Linked DNA regions of Oryctolagus cuniculus: region 1 is linked to region 2. The links are chromatin contacts, called in public Micro-C maps. All regions are on one chromosome and are shown on one strand. Each heading gives the region's core, a stretch centred on a gene start, on an enhancer-like site or on the middle of the called end of the contact. The rest is flanking DNA. Distances are from core to core; before and after follow the strand shown.

Region 1 (7,422 bases), core at 3,445-5,944, 180 kb after region 2:
TCTCTCTCTCACTGTCTAATTCTGCCTGTTAAAAAAAAAAAAAAAAGGACCCAGTCAACATACCTCTGCCTCATTGGCCTCCCCCAAACCCCCTCTGCCCCAGAGGTCTCCAGCAGTTTTAGACCATGCCTTTAAACAGAATAACCTCTTCCCCTCCTCCTACCCGCTTTTAAAGCACAGCTCAGCTCTATTATGAGGCTGGTGTCAGGGCCCAGAATAAACATCCTTGTAACTGACTTCCTGTGTTACAATCAGAGTTCTATCTACCGTCCTCGCCCTCGCAGGCCGAGAACACAACTGGATGTGTAACTCACTCCTAGGGGACTGCTTTAGAACGGGACGTGTTTACATTAGCACTTTTGTTTATGCTTCCCTTTCAGTTACTTTACAGTCGAAACAAATTGTTTTTCAAGGAAATAAACTCATAGTAAGTTTGTCGAATCCAGCTTGATTCAAAAAGGAGATTCCTTGCCCTGCCCACAGAAAAGTGAAATTCAAGGAAAGACAACATTCTGGAATCTACCCATGTGTCACAAGTGACCTCCTCTGGCCAAACCCATGTGAGCACATTTCACTCTTCTGATAATTCCACAAATAGAACATTATTTACTTTAGAAATAATCCTCTCAGCTACAAACGCTAATCTCTGTAAACCTGGAGAGAAACACGGTCACTTGTGGGAGAGCCTGTATTACTGCAGCCCAGGTCAGTCCTGCTACTCTGTCACATCTTCTCTCGCATCATGCAATATTTAAGAACCTTTTTTTTTTTTTTAAAGAAAAGGTCAAGTTAGAAACAGTTTGTGGTCATGCTGCCTATCCTTCTCAAATGTTCAAGGTAAGTTAGCTAGCGATACCTAGATAAATGAGCAAATTGTTTTTAAATTATTTGTAATGTTTCCATCTCTATCAGGTTAATAATGAAAGGGGGAACTTGTGATAAAAAGATAGCTCAAACCAACTATCAGACAGTAGGCGCTGGCGCCTCCACTGGAGCACACTGGCAGGGGCACGGCAGCGCTGTAAGAACCTCGCGTGAATGGAGCTGAGGATGAGGGGCACAGACAGGGGAGGCGCTACAATCCCCCAGCTCCCTTCTCTGGTAGAAAGCAACGCTTGGCCCCCACACAAAGCCTGGGACTAATGAGCATCCAGACGGATCACAATGTCTCAGTCCCTGGGACACGCTCCCACCCCCAGAACACCAACGAAGCACTCCCCTTACTCCACTGGGCTCTTCCCTCGCAAGCCTGTCACAGATCCTGGCAGACGAGATCAGAGAAACAGGAACAAAAATGGACAGGTGGGGAAAAGAGAAGTAGAAATGGGAAAAAAATGCAGAGTAATGACTTGTTTCCAGACCCGTTCCTACACCCAGTATCTTCACTGTATCAAAGAGTGAAGCTGACTTAAAAAAAAAAAAAAAAAAACTTAAGAGACAGAATGAGAAAGACACATACACTACTTTTTCAGTCTGTGGCTATTTATCTAAGCAGGAAGACCACGAAAAGTAAAGAGCTGAGAAACAATCACCAATATTTTCACATATGCTAATGATAGTTCAAATATCTGTAATTTAATTTACCTCACTACTGAGTTGCTTATATATACCTTCTGTTGTGTTGAATGCCTATACAGTGCCATGTATATATAGACACTTTTAGTATATTTGCACTTTTTTGTAAATAACCTCAAAATGATTGTGAAATTATTACCTTCGAGACCAGGTAGGTGGGGCTGGTGTTGGGGCACAGCGGGTAAGCGTCTGCCTGCGACTCTGGCATCCAAGTGCCAGTTTGAGTCCTGGCTACCCCACTTTCCATCCTGCTCCCTGGTAATGCAACTGGGAAAGCAGAGGACGATGGTCCAAGTGCTTGGGCCCCTGCTACCCACGAGACGGATGTCCAGGCTCCTGGCTTTGGCCTGGCCAGCCCTAGCTATCTGGGGCCATTAGGGGAGTGAACCAGTGTATGCAAGATCTTGCCCTTTGTTGCCGCTCCTTCTCTGTAATCCTGTCTTTCAAATAAATAAATATTCATGAAAAAAAAAAAAAAGACATAGTAAGTTCACATAATTCAACAATGAACTTCCCACTATGCCATGACGCCTCACTGAAAATAGTATACGGTGTCAAAGATCAAGATTATTACTGGTTGGAACATTTTCCCTTTTGCCACCTTAAAATAGTCTCAAGTTGCATGACAGTTTCTACCAACACCGTGAAAATGAAATACCATCTGTCAAAGAGGCCTGTCCGAAGACAAAATTCCAGGAATCTCTTGGGTAGAGATCAATCATGGTTATTCCCACGACACAGAAGGCATCTTCAGGCTTCTTCTTCTTTAGGAACTTCAGGATGTGCCCTATTGTAAAAGAAACGTGTGCGTGTGTATATGAGCTACGCAGATACACGCATCTGGACTTACTCAGTTCACGCTGGAAAGCTGCTTAATTCACCTGCATGAATCTGTAGATTCTGTGTGTTATCGTTGATTCTAAAGGAACACCTTGTCGCAGAAACAGAAACCGGTTCGAGGAGTTTTACTGTCAAGCCATAGAAAAATGCTTCACAGTAGCCTTTGAGCCATTTAATATATTCTTCGCTGATAATCCTAGTGTTGCCTAGAGCACCTATAAAATGGGAGAAAATTTAAAGACGCACCTTGAGGTGGGTGAAATATTGTCTTTAATCTGAAATTAGAAACAAAATCAACTCTAAATTTTCAATACAACTGTATCATTCATTGAAGCCAATATGAATTGAAAAGCAATGCGATGTTCATTTTAAGTCTGTTGGGCTATAAAATGTCTGGCACTGCAATGAATGTCAAAAATGATCCTAAGAGCGCCTACTGGAATCAAACAACAGTACACACTACCCCGGACAACAGCACCAACCCCGAACCAGCACATGACCCATACGTACCAATGGACTGGATATAAATACTACGCTTCTCCGCAGAGGGTGTGTTTCTGTAAGGATCACTGTAAAACTGCTCAAAGTCTTGGGGAGCCTCAGGATGGGAGGTGATCCAGTCCGACTGTGAATGCAAGGTAATGGGACCAAAGAGGTCACTGGTCGGCTGGAAGGCTTCGTTCATTAAACGCTGCTCCCCCGCTTCGAATTTCTCATACTGGGACACAAGCACTGGGTTCTTGGAGATGAGAGCGGTTTTTAAGGTCTGTTCAGAGTGCCGAAGTATTTGCATCTACCCAAAAACACACGAGTCGTCACCTGCAAACGCGTATCCACACTGGGGGCTTTACCACCCCTCCACGTACATCTCTGATTTCTTGCTAGACTGGAATGACTGACTGCTCCTGCCTTGGGGTGGCCACACTGACAGTGATCTCAATGCCATTCGATGTCTTGGGCAGGGTAACTAAGACACTGGAAAGATATCATCAACTCCACTCCGTCACTGCCTATGGAACCTGCTTCTGCTATCAAAACGAATGGTGACCCTTAGAGAACGAACTGGCATCTGATTTCTTTTTAGTTGGGTAATACTAATGAGCTGACTCATTAGGGCCACATGAAAGGTACTCATCCTTTCCAATGTGACTCAGAGGTACACACGATCAGAGAACTCAAGTAAACCCTGCCACTTTGCCACTTCTGTAATTTAACTGCCGGCTACCAGGAGGCAGCTCCAGCACCGAAGGGTATTGCCTCAAAGTCCTGTCGGGGAAGGCGTGCTATGACTCACGGTGACAGGGCTCTTCCATTCGCATCGTGTTCCTCTGCAGAGCTGTCAAACTTCCCGTCGGAATGGCTCAAACATGTTCCACCACGAGCCCTCTGAGTTAGAAAGGGAAAAACTGAACATCTCCGTCTGGAGCGCGTCTGCCTGCACCCTGCCCCGCTGCCCGATTACCTACATTGTTCCAGTTTGACAAACTGCAGGGGAAACTTAAGCTAACGTCTATTCCGAATTCTGGAAATCCAGAGGACCAGATCAAAGGCTCCCGCCGTGCGAGCTGATGCGGGCGCAGGGTGTTCCTCACACTAGCTAACCGAGCTGAAACGCGACCTCAGTGCAGGGCCAGAGCTACTCCGGAATTCTACCTACCTTACAGGGCGGGGAGGCGCCCAGGGGAGTGTTTACCTTATAAGGACGGGCTTGTCCGGAAACATGGCGTGCAGGGGTGCCTTCACCCTGACATCAAAAAAAAAAAAAGGCGGTGCGAAGGGTCAGGGGGCCTGCTCCAGCCTCCAGGTGTGACCTGGATGGAGCCCCAGGAGGCTGCCGGGGACCTGGGCTGCCCCGGGCCTCCAGACCAGCTGGTCCCCGCTCGCCGGCTGCCCACAGCCACTCCGCACACCTCGCACACTGGCTGGTGAGCGTAGTGGGGTCCCCCCCCCAGCCCCGTCCATCGCTTCGCCCTTCCTCCTCCTCCTCGGAGAGCCCCCCTCGCCCTCGCGCCCCGGGGACATCCCGCCCCCGCAGTCCTCACCGCTTCCGCCCCGGCCGCCCTCCCACCGACCGCCTCTCTAACCGGGCGGCCCCGCCCAGGAGGCCCCGGCCCAGCGCTCGCAGCCCGCCCCGCATTCACGCCCCTCACCCCGACGGGCCTCGACACCCGCCGCCCGCCGCGGCCCCTGCGCGCACGCGCGGCGCGTCCTGCGCCCCGTCCCGCGCTCCTCCGCGCGGACCACGCCGCACGCGCACGCGCCCCATTGGCCACGCCCCCTAGCGCGGGGCCGCCTGGGCCGGCGCGGAAGCGCGGCGGCCGTGCTGGTTTCCCCAGCGTGGGGAGTCGCGAGGTGGCGACGGGGCGCACGAGGCCGCCCCTGCCGTCGTCGCCTGTCTGCCGCTGTCCCTCGCGGGGCGCCACTGCCCGGTTCTCAGGCGCCGCCCGCGGGCCCCGCTGGGTCACGGGGCAGCGGGCGCGAGGCGCCCCGCGTGGGAGCCTGCGTCACGCGACCGCGGTTCCCCGGCGGCCCCGCCGGGGTTTGCCAGATTGCGAATGCCCTCAGCGTGACTAATGTCACAGGCCAGGCCCGGAGCGCAGTGAGCCGTGGCCGCAGGTTGACGCGGAGCCTGGGCGCGCGCTGCCTCGGGCCGTCCCCCGCCGCGGCCGGACTTTCCCTTCCGGACTCGGCGGCCCCGGCGCAGGTGCAGCGCGCGCCCGCGGCCCCGTGCCCACGACGGGCTGGGCGCTGGGAGGGCGCCGCCGCGCGGCCGTTAGCGCCGAACTGACTGCGTGGCTCAGGCCTGCGGGCCGTGCGGTTCTCACTGGCAAGGCGAGAGCCTGGAGCTCTGGTCCGCAGGGCCCGCGGGAAGCTGGGTGCCAGTCCGAACGCCCCTGCGCGTCCCCTCGTGCGTCCTGAGCTGATCGGACGTTAGGACACCGCCGGTGGCCAAGCCGCTGACGCCACTGAGTTCCCTCCCTGTGCAGCGAGGCGCACACAAGCCCGCACCCACACTTCCTCCTGTCCTACCCCTTTTACTCTCCCCCGGGGTTCATCCCACGCTGCACCCCGTTTGTCCTACCAACTTCCAAGGAACCCTGGGAAGCCCTATCCCTTTAAAACCCTGTTTGCCAAACCTCCACCTTTTCCTGCTGGTTCTGGTCTAAGGTTCCACCTTGAAAGGTGCGCAGCTTTCCTCCCTCGAAGCCACATTTTCCCTCCCAAACGTCCCTCAGAAATTCTCCTGTTTCCATTTCCCAGCTATTGTCCTGTCGCTGCAAAGCAACCTGCGGCGCTGGAAGTGGGGCCGTTTTCCCATACTCTGGTTCTCACTCAGTCTACTTCTCTTTCCCAGTCTGCGGGAACAGGACATAACACACGCTTGCTTCAAGTTCACTTTAAGATCTTTTAATTCCAGTGACGACTTCAGCGTCTCCTTATTTGCTCAGCCTCCTGGATCTTTTTTTTTTTTTTTTTTTTTTTTACAGGCAGAGTGGACAGTGAGAGAGAGAGAGAGAGATAAGGTCTTCCTTTGCTGTTGGTTCACCCTCCAATGGCCGCTGCCACGGCGTGCTGCGCCGGCGCACCGCGCTGAACTGATAAGCCTCCTGGATCTTGAAGTTGAAAAATTTTTTTGCCCTCAGTACCCATATCCACCGTTACCTGAACGCAGACTTCAATAAAATGCGTTCACATCATGGCTGTTCTCAAAGTTTGGAGCTGAGGACGCTGGCGGATGGCTCCTACAGGGCCTGAGAAGTGGTGGCTTTCCTACATGCTTGCACGTGGTCCTGCCAGCCCGAGCATCAGTGTGGCCGAAGGCACAGAGATAGTTTGAATTCTGGAAGCCCAGCTCACCAGCCTGTGGCCTGTGCTGGTGACTTAACCTCTTACTCATTTCTCCCCTCACTTATGAAACAGATAATGTGACCCAGATCTTTTTTGAGAGTTCAGGATCAGACACATTCTTATGAGTGCCGTGGCTTTTTTTTTTTCTTTTTCAGATCTGTTTATTTACTCATCTGAAAAACAGAGCCACAGAGAGAAAGACAGAGATTGATCTCGCATCTGCTGATGCACTCCCCAAATGCCTGTAACACCCAGGGCTGGACCAGGCCGAGGCTGGAGTGAAGAACTCCATCCCAGGCTCCTGTATGAGTGGCAAGAACCCAAGTATTTGGGCCACCATCTGCTGCCTCCCAGGTGCGTTAGCAAGAGGCTGGATCTGAGGTAGAGGTGGGGATGGATCCCAAGCACTCTGAAATGAGCTGTGGGTGTTCCAGTGACTCTGTACCACCAATTTTTTTTTTTTTTTGTCCATTAACTAATCTGTAGTTGCAGTTGAACCATAGCATACTTCCAAGAGGACTATGGGTATTTTTATCTGAATGAAAAAGAGCAGATACAGAGAGATTCTCTCATCCTGTGGTTCACTCCTCAAATGCCCACAACAGCTTGGGCAGGGCCAGGCCACAACCAGGTGCTAACAGCTCGAGCTGGGTCTCCACATGAGTAGGAGTAGGAGGTGCCAAGTACTTGCCACCCAGGGCCCAGGGCACACACTAACAGGAAGCTGGGATTGGGGGTGACACTGCGCTTGCACCCAGGCACTCTGACATGAGACATGGGCATCCCAAGCAGCATCTTACTCAGTGGACCAAACACCTGCCTCTCCCCCACCCCTCACTTATTTATTTTTAATTGAAAGAGACAGACCTTTTTTTTTTTTTCTTTCTAATGTTTCATTGTCTCTGTTACATTGTTGTCAGTATTTTCTGCATAGCCCAGCCACATGGGTTGCCTTAGTTTTTTTTCCCCCACTAGGAACCTTCGCTCCCTGTTCTGGTCTAAACTGGTTCTCTGTAGGCCTCCTGCACGGTCGCCGTGGGACGACAGCCACATTCTGTTCTGTTGGATCCGCTGTTTCTTAAACTCTGTGTCTTCCTCTTTGTTGGCATACTCTTTTGGTTTCAGTAGCACATCCCTGAGAACCTTCTGGAATAAAGG
Region 2 (7,522 bases), core at 1,797-4,296:
GGAATTCGCTGCTGCAAGAATATGGCGGGGGTAGGATGCCATAGCCAGCCCAGAAGTGTCCTCTCCCACAGAGCCCAAAACTGGGATTTTAAAAAGGAATCGAGGGGCCAGTGCTGTGGCGCAGTAGGTTAACGCCCTGGCCTGAAGTGCCGGCATTCCATATGGACGCCAATTCGAGACCTGGCCGCTCCACTTCCGATCCAGCTCTCTGCTATGGCCTGGGAAAGCAGGGGAGGATGGCCCAAGTGCTTGGGCCCCTGCACCCACGTGGGAGACCTGGAAGAAGCTCCTGGCTCCTGGCTTCAGATCAGCACAGCTCTGGCTGTTGCAGTCAATTGGGGAGTGAACCAGCAGATGGAAGACCTCTCTCTCTCTCTGCCTCTCCTCTGTGTAACTCTGACTTTCAAATAAATAAATAAATCTTTTTTTAAAAAAGAGATGCAGACATCTTTAAAAATGATGTATTAAAAAAAGGAATGGCGCACCTCTGTATTTATAAGCCCTTCCCTGGCTTTCTATTCGAACAGACTTCTGGGAATGTTTTCGAGGGCGAGGCCTCTGACAGGGGTCACAAACCCACCTCCCCACCAACCATTTCCAGACAGCAAATGTATTTGTTTTGGCCCACGGAGTATTTTTTTAAAAAACAAGGATTAATTTTATTAACATTTTTCAAATTATGTAAATATTTATAGAAAAATAAAATCCAGACAAGGCAGCCCTGGGACGTCACTTCCAAGTGGGTGGTGGTGGACGCGGACCAGGACCCAGGAGGAGACATGTAAGGGGCTCACTCCCAGGCAGGGCAGGGCTGGAAAGGTGACTGGTTTCTCTCACGCCTGCATCACTGAGCCCGAACCTTAAAATGACAGCAAACATTCTGTTCATCTGCTCCAGCGAGCTGTCAGAAACTGACACGGCCCTAAATATCTGTTCAGAGACCTGGTTTCTGAAAGCCGGACGCCAGGCTTCCTCCTTCCTAAAACTCCTCCCTATTCTTCCCCGACACTCCATCCCCAGCAGTCACCACGTCCTGCTGTCCACTCCTCCGAAATCCCAGTGAGCAGGAGCCACCGGCCACGTGAGCAATGCAAATGTGACTAGAGCTGAACTGAGACACACGTAAATGTTTCGTTCTGAAAAAAAAAAAATCTAGATCAACTCAAGTAATATATATTTAAAATCATATATATACTTAAAATCATATGTATACAATTTATTTGAAAGGCAGAGCGACAGAGAGAGTTCCCATCTACTGGTTCACTCCCCAGACACTCACTACGGCCAGGGCTGGGTCAGACCAAAGCCAGAAGCCCGGAATTCAATCCAGGTCTCCATGGACGTGGTGAGGACCTAAGCCAACCAGGATGTGCCTTAGCGGGAAGCTGGAATCAAGAGCACGAGCCGGGAATCAAACCCAGGCACCCTGTCTGCACTCCCAGTATGGAACTGACTCCAGGATACCAGGCAGCCTTAACCACTCCACCAAAAGCCGGCTCCTGAAAGAACATTTTTGGGCTATTCTTAAATGAACGGCTGTCAGTAAAATTGCTGTGCCCATTTCTTTTAAGTGTATATTCTAGAAAACTTAAAATTGCTTATGGAGCATACATTTGTGGCTTTTGTCTTTCTACTGGACAGCACCACCTCAGCAACTCTTGATTGGTCTTAACCTTCAGGCCTCGCTGCCCTCAGAGCCTCGTCTCTCACGCCCCTTCACTCTCAGAATTTCACATGAGTCCCCCAAAGACTTCTAGAACTTTCCCCACTCTGAATTTGTCCTGCTCTCCCTGGCTGAGTTTATCTGCCCAGGACACTGCTTTTATCACGAAACACAAAACACCTGCTCCCCACTCTAAAGTCCAGTTTCTCAATGGCAAACCGACAGTAACAGCTTCCTCTGTAAAAAGCGTTATACACTTTATGCAATTCTCCCAACCACCTAGCCCCTAGCCGGCCAGACTCGGTTTTCTAACTAGAACAGAGAGAAGCGCAGCATTGAGCTGAGCCTGGATTTGCAAGGTTGCAAAGACGCCTCAGTGAACGAACCCAGATCTTTCTTTCCAAGTAACACGGATAGCTTAGACAACACGGCACCCAGCTCAACAATCAGCACCTGTGCATCTCCTCGCTGAACGTGTGTGTGTGAGGGTGGAGGTGGGGAGAAAGAACAAGAGAGTGAGAACAGAAACTGCTACATTTTGCCTTTCAGAAAACCCAAGCCGGAAATATAACCAGAAAAGCTTCAGAGAAATAGTGCTTTTATTTTTTGGTGATTTATTTTCTAGTCCCAAGGCTCATCCAACGTGCAGGATTTTGTCCCAAATGAAGTAAACCTGATGGATGCCAGGCGTGGTCTTGGTCCTTTGCAGGGCGCGGGGGTCCCACGCGGCACCGTGGACTCCCCGCACACGGTTCGGCCACGCGGGGCTCCGGCGGGCTCTCCCGCGGACTGCACCGCCGCGCCTTCCTGACAAGGCCGGGCAGGATCCGGGGAGATGGTCTCCCCAGCAGTAGGAGCTCGCAGCCGCACGGCCACAGATAAGCCCGAGTCAGCCACTTCGCTCACAGCGGCTTGAGGACTCCGCAGAAGGGCGCGGCCCTGGCGTCCAACGCTGGCTACCGAGCTCTGAGTGTCAAGGGCAGACACTCACACTCGCCAGGCGGTTTGGGTGGGGCAGGAGCGAGCGCGTCGCTTTGTCTCCTCTGCGGTGTCCGAGGGACGCAGGTGCCGGAGCCCAGCCAGCCGACCCGGAGGCTCTGGCAATGAAAACACCACCACGTGGCCTGCAGCCTTTCCGTCACGCGCCTTCGCCCAATGGCAAACCGCGACGAGAAGTCGGGGGCGGGCCACCAGCTCGGGAGAGGGCCCGCCCATAGGCGCCGCGGATTGGCCAAAGGAGCGGCACCTGCCCCCCGGGCATGGGCTCGGGGCCAATGGTGGCCGACAGTAGGGGCCCCGCCCCGTCAGCTGCTCGCTTCCGCGAGACCCGCCGCCCGGGCGGCGAGGGGCGGGGCGGATCGGGAAGGGACGGGGCGGGGCTAGGGGCGGGGCGGGGCTGGCCGCCCGGCCGGGGAGCCGGCGCGGGCGGGCTGCTGAGGTGGCTGCCGCCGGCTCGGAGCTGAGGCTTCCCGGGTCGAGCCCCCGATGGAGGCCGAGGCCACGGACGCCCCTCCCGGCGGGGCGGAGGCGGCGCTCAGCTGCTTCTCTTTCAATCAGGACTGCACGTAAGCCGCGGCGCCGGCCCCCTGCCCGGGAAGAGGGGGACGCAATGTCCGCGACCCAGGGGTGTTGTCCAGACCGCAAGTTGCGGCGAGAGAGACGCAGGCCTGCGTCCCGGGAGGGCGTGGGCGGGACGGCTGGGGGCTGCATCGCCCTGGCTGGGGTCTCGTTAGCCACCCCTCCCCCCCCCCCCCGGCGGCGGGGTTCGAGCCCCCAGCCCCGCGGCGGGCCGAGCCGGAGGACCGGAGTCTGCAGAGGGAGGGGGCTGGGGAGGGGTGGAGGGAGGACTCGGACTGCGGGGAAGGGGCGGCATGGAAGCCGCGACCCCGGCCGGGGAGGCGGGAGGGGCAGGGGTCCCACACGAAGGCGAGAGCGGGGACGGAGGCCCGGCCTGCCGACCCCAGACGCTGTGGCGGGGGCGCAGGGAGATGGCCGTGCGGAGAAAACTTTCCCATTTGTCCTTGAGCATCCCAACGTGGCATCTGGGCAGGGCCTGGCTCCCAGAGGCAGCCTATCCCTGCGGCGCGGGGCGTCTCGCCCCGGGGGCTGGGGGTGGAGGGAGCCCGCAGCGCCCACCCTGCCCTGCGAGGTCTCCTCCGAGTCCAGGAGCCCTTCCGGGGCCCACTCGCTGTGTGTGCTTCTGAGTGGGTTTTTAATGTTTCACTTGGATGTCTACATCTGGACTTTGGCCAAAAAAAAAAAAAAAAAAAAAGAAAAAAAAAAGCCACCACCAACCCGGAATTGCTGGACTGAGACTTGGGCACCTGCAGGGTCCTGTCTGGAGCGCACGCCTGTCTGTGTCCCGCGTCCTGGAGGGTCGCATCTCCTTGGGGTCCCCCCCCCCCGCCCCAGCATCAGGCAGATCGGGCAGGGATGGACGCTTCCCTCTTTCCCACTTCCTGCTGTACCAGTTTCCTTCCGCCCTGTTCCCGTGCCTTGGCTGCCAGTCGCTGGGCTGTGCTAATATTGAACATTCAGTGGTGTAATTAAGGCCGTCGTGTACCATAAGCAACCTTGGCTGCCATTCCCTCTGTGTTTTTGTTTAAAAACAGCCTGCCCGGAACAATATGCCTTTGTTTGGGAAAAAAGCCATATGTGGAGTCAACTCATGGAGTGGCTCCATGGCTTGGTTGTGAGTAGTCACTCATCCAGGCATTTCTTGACCACAACCCACAAAGAGAAGTACATATTGCAACATTCCCCCAGATCTGTATACTTAGAATATCCATAAAATATTATGTGCAAAACCCTCTGGCGTTTCTTTTTTTTTTTTTTAAGCTGCTTGCCACCCACTGAATTGTTTGCAGGATCCCCTTGTGGGCTGAGACCCACCTGATGTTATAGATAAATTCTGTTTTGTAAGAAACATTTTGCAAGAGGGTATGGCTGTGCAAATGCCTCAGTGATGTTTTCCTTCCCAGTTGAACACTGGTTAAGGAAACGAGTTAGTTTGTTTCCAAGTAGTAAATATTCTAAGTGCAGCTTTGTGATAATGGATTTAGGGGGGAAATGACGTTAATTTTTATTCTGCTTATTAAGGAATCCACAGTAAACCCCAGCTTCCTAGAGCAATTAGACAAGAATGTTTTTTTCGAAACTGTTCATTTTCTTAGTCCCTACTGTCAGTGCTGTGTGCCTGGAGGAGGGCCCTCCTGGCAGCTTTGGCTGCTTATAAATAAAAGTTCTTGTCACCGTCAGTTGCTTTGCGCCGCAAGGGTGTGACATTGGATTTTAAAATAAGTCCAAGCCCCTTTCCCAAACGCATTTAGATGTGTGGGTGTGTGCTTTTCTATAAATGTAGGCTGAGTTTGGGACCCAGTATTTCTGGAGAAGCTTAGTAAAGATGGCTAACCTTCACCAGTCTCCTAGAGCCGCACTGCGCTAGACACTTGAGCTACATTTTGTAATTTGGTGGGTAACACATACTTGTCCCAGCCCTCATTTGCCTGTGTGATGATGAGACTCTTGTTCCTATAGGAAGGCTTTATGAGTCAGAGTCTAAGCTTGGATTTCTTGATCCGGTCTGTTTGTGGTCAGGAGCATGGCTTGTTTTTATAAGTGAAGGAAATGTCACAGCAATCGCTAGAGTCTAGGGTGAAGCCTTAGGAAGCAGCTCCTGGCTGCTTTTCCAGTCGCTGTTTAGTGTGGTTAATACTGCAGCTTTGGTGGCCAGTACTGTGGCATAGGAGGTTAAGCCTCCACCTGCAGTGCCAGCATCCCATATGGGCACCAGTTCGCATCCTGACTGCTCCTCTTCCAATCCAGCTCTCTGCTATGGCCTGGGAAAGCAGGGGAGGATGGCCCAAGTGCTTGGGCCCCTGCACCTGTGTGGGAAACCCAGAAGAAGCTCCTGGCTTCTGGCTTCAGATGGGCCCAGCTCTGGCCATTTGGGGAATGGACCAGTGGATAGAAGACCTCTCTCTGTCTCTCCCTTTCTCTGTATGTAACTCTGACTTTCAAATAAATGAATAAATCTTAAAAAAAAAATAGCTCTGGACAGCAAACCTTGGTCCTAGCTGCACTTCTGCCATTGTACGAATGTCTAACAAACTGAATCAGCTGCTCAGCAGGTTGGAGGACTAGGGACAGAACCTGCTACCTTGCATATCCCTAGATTCCAGTGAAGAACAAATGTCTGGGTAGGATAAAAATTCCAGGGAAAATCATGTGACAGACTCTTTTTTTTTTTTTTTTTTTAGGTTAGTGAAACAAGATCCTGGGCCATCCAGGCTTGCAGTAGTGAGTTACTTATTTTAGTACGTGGTTCCCTGTGAAGGGCGAATCTCACCTCTGCATGATGTTGTTAATGTTTTTTCACTTATTTTTGTTTATTTGAAAGGCAGAGCAGTGGAGACAGAGGTCTTCCGTCTACTGGTTCACTCCCCAAGTTCCTGCAACAGGTGGAGCTGGGCCTGCCAAAGCCAGGAGCCAGGAACTCAGTTCCATCCTAGTCCACCCATGGTGGCAGGGCTCAGGTACTTGAGCCATCTGCTGCCCCCCAAGGCGCATGTTAGCAGGGAGCTGGATCAGAAGCAAAGTGACAGGGACTCCAACTAGGCACTCGGATATGGGATGCCAGCCTCTCAAGCTGCAGCTTGACCTGCTGTGCCACAAGGCTGGTCCTTGTTTTTGTTTTTTTTTTTTTTTTTTTTTTTTTTTTTATGAGAAGGTTGGAGTAAACCATGTGAAGGTGCACTTCAGCTCTGGGATCCTCTTTTCCCTGGGAAGTACGCGGGGTCAGACTGCTGCGGAGTGTGCTCCGTGTAAGGTTTTGCTCATCACTGAGGCATTCAAGGCAAGCAGGAGGGAGGTGGCTGGGATCCCCAGCCCCTGGACAAAGTTGACTCATTTGCTTTCATCACGAGGCCAGGGACACCTGGATTCACACCCTGCCTTTGTCCATTGGTTGAAAAGTAAAACATAAGAAAGCCACATTATCCCAGATAAATGTTTAGTTTTTATTTTGTCTGTTCATTGTGATGACTGCTTTGTGGTGTAAAGCAGAGTTCTCAACTCTGGCTGCATGTTGGAGTACTTGAACTTGACAGAAACCCACTTAAGCTCCCGACAGAGCTGAATGTCCAGCCACAGGTGAGAGCCACAGGTTTAAGGTATCTGGGATATTTTTGTGGAAACCGATGAGAGGAAGGAGCGGTTCAAGTTTGTTTACTAATGAAGCATGATGCCTACTATGAATGTATATTTATTTCTTCAAGGAAAGAAAAATAATTGACCACTTGGTAAAGTGTGTCTCAAACAGCAAAAAGACCTCCTACTTGTGTTGGAGGCGGAGCTATATGAGTATCCTTAAACATTCCACTTTTCCTGTCTGCCCAGCGAGAACGCATACTGAACACACATTCTGGTAGGTTTGACATGTTTTTTAATGACAGAGCCCAGGCAGTTTCATGTCTCTTAATCATCCCCCCCCCTTTTTTTTTCCAAATTGCCTTTGACCTTTTTTCCTTTTATGGCACCTGCTTGCCTGACAAGGCCTGTTTCTCCAGGTAGGAAGCCATCCATGCCATAAGCTCCTGGAGATGTGTGTTCACCTGGCTTTTTTGAGGCTGACGGGGGAGGGACGTCTGCAGACAGCTCTGTGGCTGGAGAGTGGTATCTGTTGTCATCCTCTGTGTCCTTATCCTCCGCAGATCCCTCGCAATTGGAACCAAAGCCGGTTATAAGCTGTTTTCTCTGAGTTCTGTGGAGCAACTGGACCAAGTCCACGGAAGCAGTAAGTTGTGTGTCAGAGATCTCAGGGACATGAAATCCTCCCTCTGGTCTTTAATCAGCAGTGCT

Evidence for each region. Hi-C and Micro-C count contacts between places; a contact is called where the count stands out from the background.
Region 1: a contact with region 2 is called in a Micro-C map of ear pinna, with 2.9 times the contacts expected there. The contact joins the promoter of AMZ2 here to the promoter of WIPI1 in region 2. A contact is called at or near these places in 2 of 6 Hi-C or Micro-C datasets (ear pinna and skin fibroblasts).

The regions. Positions count from the first base shown.
Region 1 is chr17:11,383,615-11,391,036 of mOryCun1.1, forward strand. AMZ2 (archaelysin family metallopeptidase 2) reads right to left here and starts at 4,695. Exons shown (of 10, transcript XR_011383406.1): 1 at 4,566-4,695; 2 at 4,073-4,159; 3 at 3,710-3,801; 4 at 2,926-3,208; 5 at 2,457-2,630; 6 at 2,234-2,362.
Region 2 is chr17:11,202,427-11,209,948 of mOryCun1.1, forward strand. It overlaps WIPI1 (WD repeat domain, phosphoinositide interacting 1), which reads left to right and starts at 3,047. Exons shown (of 13, transcript XM_070060406.1): 1 at 3,047-3,228; 2 at 7,375-7,457. The coding sequence starts at 3,149. LOC127484495 (a long non-coding RNA gene) reads right to left here and starts at 2,901. Exons shown (of 3, transcript XR_011383404.1): 1 at 2,655-2,901. LOC138846032 (a long non-coding RNA gene) reads left to right here and starts at 6,362. Exons shown (of 2, transcript XR_011383407.1): 1 at 6,362-6,814; 2 at 6,940-7,061.